Regions from separate parts of the Mus musculus genome. Here region 1 is linked to region 2. The links are chromatin contacts, called in public promoter capture Hi-C maps. All regions are on one chromosome and are shown on one strand. The core of a region is the stretch at or near the end of the contact, and the rest is flanking DNA. Distances in the headings are between cores, read along the strand shown.

Region 1 (3,161 bases), core at 494-2,993, 800 kb after region 2:
AGCTAAAAGAAGGTTCAGTCTGACCACGCCCCCGGGGTGGGGCCCCTGTAACCCAGAGGTGAGAGCGCAGGGAGCTGAGAACCCAGGGTGGGTGGTTCCAAGGACACCGCTGTGCATCCGTGTCTCAGACACGTGCACACCAGCTCCCTATTTTCTAGGATACTGGAGGAGCTGTACCTGGAGACTTTAAGGAGGGGAGTTTCCATCACTCCGCCCCGCCTCTAGAGGAAACTTTTTCCCGGGAGGCGCAGGATAGCTCTGTTACTCTGGGAAAAGGTGGAGCATTCCAGGGGGGTTGCAAAGGGTGTTCGTTCAGCTCGATGGTCCCTTCTCTAGGGCCAGGGATGTACTGCAGTTAAGGCTATTGGGCAACGAACTCCCTCTGCCTTTGTGCGCAAAACATTTCCTGCAGCCCTCCTCCTTCTTCTCCTGAGCGCACAGCCACTCGTCTTAGCGCCCTCCGGCGCGGAGACTGCTTCTCCTTATCCTTGCCCTAGAGCATCCTTGCTGTTCCCTTAAAGCCAGTCGGCGTCAGCTTGAATCTTAGCTCTCAAGAGAAATCAGCCTGAATCAGTCTCCCACGGGCCAAACCCCTACGGACCAGTTCGTGCGCCCTAGAGCCCTGTGATCTGACTAGTTGGATTTATCTTTACGCATTTCCACTCCGCGGGTGCCCTGTAGCCTCTCCCTTAAGAGCTCAAGCCCAAGGGTTGAAGACTCAGGGGTGCCCGCTAATTACAACCATTCTTCACATGATAGTTAAGGGGGCCGCTTTAGGGTCTCCACCTACGCCTGCCCGGTGTGCCTGTCGACTCTGATCCAATACGCATTCTCCTGGGGGCTCCCTGGGAGCCCTGCCCCCAGGTCAGCCCCACGCCCCCTCATGGCCCACCTGGCCGTTCTTGCAGAGGTCTGCCCACATACTGGTGCCGTCGCCGCCGCGCATGAGGACGTGGTAGGTGAAAAAGTAGGTGCCAGGAATGTTGCATGTAAACTTGCCGCTGGCCGCATCGTAGTTGTTGCCTAGGTTGGTGACCACGTCGTCAAACTTGAGCACCTCGTAACCCTCATGAGGGTTCTTGAGGCCGGCGTAGAAGGCCACGCGTGGCACCGTGGTATAGGTGGCCGTGCTGATGGCGCCGCTGCCTCCCGAACCCGGCAGGCCAGGAGGACCAGGCTTGCCTGGTTCACCCTTCTCCCCAGGCGGCCCCACAGGACCTGGAGGGCCCCGGTCTCCTGGAGGCCCCGGAGGGCCCGGCTTGCCCGTGCGGCCCGGCTTCCCCTGGGGGCCCTGCACCAGCGTGGAGGGCGGAGGCGCACCGCTCTGCTCGCTCAGAGCGTCGCCGCCGTCGGACCGCGCGCCGGCGCCGGGGCCCCGCGCGGGATAGGGGTCGCACACCATGCGGCAGGTGCCCAGCATCTCATAGTGGCCGTCCGGGCCGCCGGAGCTCACCAGCACCGGGATGAGCACCACCAGCACGAGCAGCATCACCACGCCCGCGGCGGCAGCCAGCAGGGTCTTCCGGCCGGCGCGGAGCCTTGGGAGAGCCGGGCCACCCGGCCGCGCCGTCGGGGCAATGATGCCGGCGGGTAAGGGGCGCGGGCGCGACGCCCGCGCTCAAGGGCGGTCCGGCGGGGCTGCGGGCATGGGGCCGGGGCCCGGGCGCCGCGCTGCGCTGCTTGCGCTGCGGAGCCCAGCAGCCGGCTCCGGCCTCGTGCTTCCCTCCCGCTGCGCTGCCCGACTGAACGCGGCCTCCCGCCTAGCGCCTAGCTCCTCCCGCCTTCCCTGGCTGGGGCCACTGCCTCCTCCGTTGGGCCCCGCCCACCCGCTCCGCGGGGCTCGGAGAGGGCGAGGGGTGGGGCTGCGGGCGGGGCAGGCGCCTAATTGGGCCGCGGAAGCCTCAAGGTGGGAGGGGCAGGGAGGGGCGGGGCTATGAGAGTGGTGGGCATCACGGAGGGAGCTGGAGATTGAGGCTCAGAATGGGGAAGGGGCTAGAGTCAGGAATGAGTAGGACCAAAGGGCAAGCGGAAGGAGGAGCCACAAGGAGAGGCAGAGAGCTCAGCGTGGCATTGAGATAGATGTTCCGTGGGTCAGTTCCGAGGAAAATCGTGACAGAGGGGCAAAGGACCACCACCTGCAGGAGGTCGAAGGATGCAACATTGCCCCCTGTCTGCAGGGGACAAAGAGATGTTGCAGGGGGTGGAGGGTTACAGAGTGAGGAACAAGAGAGTAGAACAAGAAAGAGGATGAGGGCTAAAGCCTGGAAGGAATACTGGGGAGGGGCGTTCCATAGGCACCCAGGCCTAGCATCCAGATAACCCGTCTGGATCCTTTGCTTTTAGGGTGCCCAGAGGGAATCTCTGAATTCTAATAGCAGCCTGACTTTTTATCTGATTCTAACTACTTCAGGGGCATTCTCTCCCAGGTGGCAGCGTCTTCAGCCCCTTCTTTTCCACTGCCCCAGGGGATATCTTCTAGGCTGCCTCTACCTGTGGCCTCTTCCATGAGGCCTTTTCTGATCTGAGCTACTAGCTAGACAAGTGGGAAATACGGACCCTGAGAAAATGAAGTACCCCTCCCATGTCATCTCTTAGTGTTAACCAGTCCTAGGTGGTTCTGCGTTTTCTAGCACTCCCCAGAAAGAGGGGGGTTGATCTCTCCTAGCCCCTTAGGGGACCCCCCTAACTCTTACCCCATCACGTTCTTCTAGTGCAGGAAAATGTTTAGGTTGCATAAACTGAAATGTGTCTGCTTCCATCAACATATTTGTCATATTCTGTGAGTCCCAGCTCAAGCTGTGTTCCTCCTTCACCCTCCTTTATCCGAGGAGGAGGGCTGTGTCTTTCTGAGGCCTCTGGCCACGATAAACAACAACACTCCAGACTCATTCTTTTTGCCTGCAAGACTCCTCCCAGTTCACACTCCCACCGCCGACCTCCCACTGTCCATTTGATTCCCTGATTATCCCTACCTAAAACTGAGATGCCAGAATAACCAATGGTAGAAGTGGGGGTGGGCGGGACGCTGCCAGAGAGGACTTTCCAAATACTAACCCGGGTCAGCATGACATCCATCACCAAGGAGGAGGGAGCTAAGACAAACTGCGTTGGATGCTTTGTATGTATGGTCACATTTGATCTTTACATCAATCTAGATATAA
Region 2 (3,278 bases), core at 687-3,186:
AAACCATTAGGGAAGATATGATACAATGGCTGGTGTCTGAGCTGTGTGACCTTGGCTGAGTCACCTTCCCGTTACAATGACAGAATCCCATTTCCTCCTCTATAACAACAGGGGCCTGGACTGGATAGAGGGTATCCAGGGCAGGACAGGATTAACAGGGAGCAGATGGGGGGAGGTTCACAGGCACACGCCGCCCTGAGCATCCCTGCTGATGAACCAAGGATCCTCTGCTCCTATCTAGTTCTGGGTCTCAAGATCCTGGGCTGCAAATGGGGTGATTGGTACAACACCTCCCCTGGGGTCACCTTGAGGATGACGGAAAGGGGTTTCACAGAGCCCAGCATTCTATCTGGGACATGTCACCTAGTATCCTCCATCTGGAATGTAATAGGTTTGTTTTTGTTCTCTTCTTATTCTTAAGCATTTTTTTTTTCTGTCTCTGGCAAGTAACAGAAGCCTTCAATCACAAGCCTCATAGGCATAGATTTTAGCTTTAAACAGCCTAAAGCATTAACAGGAACAGAGGAGCATTTGAGGCTGTGACAGTGCTTCCTCAGGGTGGCTCCAGTGTTCTGCAGGTGACAAACCCTGACTGACCTGATCATGAACTCAGACAAGATTTTCTTTTCTTCTTCTTCTTCTTTTTAAAAGATTTATTTATTTATTTTATGTATATAAACATCTACATACTGTAGCTGTACAGATGGTTGTGAGCCTTCATGTAGTTGTTGGGAATTGAATTTAGATGGCTCCGGTCAACTCTGCTTGCTCAGTCCCTGACTCACTCTGGCCCAAAGATTTATTTATTATTATAAATAAGTACACTGCAGCTGTATTTAGACACACCAGAATGATGGCATCAGATCTCACTATGGGTGGTTGTGAGCTACCATGTGGTTGCTGGGATTTGAACTCAGGACCTTCGGGAGAGCAGTCAGTACTCTTACCCGCTGAGCCATCTCACCAGCCCAAATGAGATTTTCTTAAGACAGGGTTTAGGCCAGGCAGTGGTGGCGCATGCCTTCAATCTCAGCACTTGGAGGCAAAGGCAGGCAGATCTCTGAGTTCAAGGCCAGCCCAGTCTACAGAGTGAGTTCTAAGACAGCCAGGGCTACACAGAGAAACCCTGTTCCTTAAAAGAAAAAGAGCAGGGTTCCTTAGCTTAGGCTGGCCTTGAATTGCTTATAAAGTCAAGGATGACCTTGAGCCTGATCCTTCTGATTCCTCCATGTGGAGGACATTCCCAAATGTGGCCATCACCGCCCCCCCCCCCGTTCATTTTGTTTTGTTTTGTGTTTTTGTCTATTTTTTTAGGTTTATTGTTGTTGTTGTTGTGTTTCTTGTTTTTTGAAGTGGGATCATCTCTCTATAATATGTAGCCCCTTGGCTGTCCTGGAACTCTCAAAGTAGACCAGACTGACCTTGAACTCGTGGATACAGGCCTGCCTCTGCCTCAGGAGTTCTGGGTTTTATCTTTTGAGACAAGGCTCCCCCGCTATGTAGCCTATGTTCTCCTCCTGCCCGGACCTCCAAGGAACTGAGAGTACAAATATGTCACACCAAGTCCTGCTTGACAACAGGACTTTGTATCCATATGCTGCAGTGAGGACCACACCCCCTGTGTTCAACTTTCCCAGACTCCTTCCAACTCAAATCACTTGCATGACCCTGCAAATTCGCACGCACACCTAGGACATCTGAGCGCTTTCTAAATCCAGCATTTTGGTAGCAGATCAAAGAGCTCCACCACTCTAAATCTGACCTTCGTGACCCTCACTAACGGTTCCGTACCCCCATACACAAGGGGCGGAGAAGTCTAGAGGCGCCACCCTCTGGTCTGTGACTTGCCACACCTCAAACGCACCCAGAAGCCACTCCGGGCCTCCTATCCCATCCCGCCCCGAGTCTGATCCAGCCCAGATCAGCGGCAAGTTAAGAACCCCTAGTGCTGTGCGCTCCAGAGCGACCGTCACCTGTGGGTGGGGGGGACGAGTGGGTTTGGTTGTCGTCATGGCGACGGCGTGGGTGGCCACAGCCCTGCGGTCTGCTGCAGCGGCCAGAAGGTTGCGCAGCCCGGGAGGTCCTGGGGGCTCACGGAGACTGAGTGGCAGCGCGCGGCGGCGCGGGGCAAAGAGCGCCAGCCCGGGACGCCGGCTCAGCACCGCCAGGGCTCACGCAGAGGACGCCGAGGGCGCTAAGGGTCGTGTCCAGTCTCCTGCGGTCGAGGAGCCGTCGTGGACACCGCTTCCAACGCCCCTCGAATCCCCTGCGCCTCCCGCCGGCAGATCACTGGTGCAGCGGGACATCCAGGCCTTCCTGAACCAGTGTGGTGCCAGCCCGGGGGAAGCACGCCACTGGCTCACGCAATTCCAGACCTGCTACCATTCGGTGGACAAGCCCTTCGCCGTCATGGAGGTAAGCCGATCCCGGTGTCGTCGTGTCACTGTCATGAGATGGTGACTGTTCAATAGTACGTCGTAGGTCTCAGCATGCCTAACTGTGAATCTGGAGAGCAGAGGCGTTGAGTTAGTGCTGGGGATGGAGAAAGCCATAAGGCTACGAAAACCGCCCTTGGCGCTAAGGAGAAGGCTGGGAAGCCCGGGCCTCCAGAAGTGATGTCTGACAAAGGCCTCTCACCGTGGAAGCAGTTAGGGGTTCAGTCGGCTGAGCTGTCGCACTACCCCTCCCCCCAAGGTGTCCCAGAGTCCAAGGCCGCTGGGAGGAGCTGAGGGAGGAACATTAGTGCTAGATAAGGGGGTGGCTAAGACCCAACGGGCAAAGGGCGGAGCAGTCGGCCAAAAGTGGGGCCCAATGGCTCCTAAGTAGAATGTGGTCACTGAGGGTCCTAAAGCCCGATTAGGAACAGGCGGCTTAGAGTCAGTGTCGCGTCCCTGAACGTCCACTTCTGTACAGGTCGATGAGGAGGTGATCCGGTGCCCGCAGGCGGTATCCCGCCTGGCTTTCGCCCTGGCCTTCTTGCAACGCATGGACATGAAGCCACTGGTGGTTCTGGGGCTGCCTACCCCCACGGCACCTTCTGGCTGTCTTTCCTTCTGGGAAGCTAAGGCGCAGCTTGCTCAGAGCTGCAAGGTGCTGGTGGATGAACTAAGGCACAACGCGGCTACTGCTGTGCCCTTTTTTGGCGGCGGATCAGTACTGAGCGCTGCGGAGCCAGCTCCCCATGCCAGGTTAGTGTCAACCCAACCTGCCCCGGCATCCTCAGAGAGGGCGGACCACTCTGCTGGCCCTGCCCTGGTCCCGCTCAAGCACCACATCTG

What was found. Capture Hi-C pulls out chosen DNA fragments and counts their contacts.
Region 1: a promoter capture Hi-C map of pancreatic islet shows a contact between it and region 2. The contact joins the promoter of C1ql1 here to the promoter of Nags in region 2. A contact is called at or near these places in 1 of 39 promoter capture datasets (embryonic stem cells) and 1 of 9 other capture datasets (pancreatic islet).

Annotation. Positions count from the first base shown.
Region 1 is chr11:102,944,973-102,948,133 of GRCm38.p6, forward strand. It overlaps C1ql1 (complement component 1, q subcomponent-like 1), which reads right to left and starts at 1,744. Exons shown (of 2, transcript NM_011795.3): 1 at 893-1,744. The coding sequence starts at 1,489.
Region 2 is chr11:102,143,577-102,146,854 of GRCm38.p6, forward strand. It overlaps Nags (N-acetylglutamate synthase), which reads left to right and starts at 1,937. Exons shown (of 7, transcript NM_145829.2): 1 at 1,937-2,415; 2 at 2,914-3,188. The coding sequence starts at 2,011. It overlaps Gm11586 (a long non-coding RNA gene), which reads right to left and starts at 2,731. Exons shown (of 3, transcript XR_880227.3): 1 at 2,638-2,731; 2 at 1,974-2,505.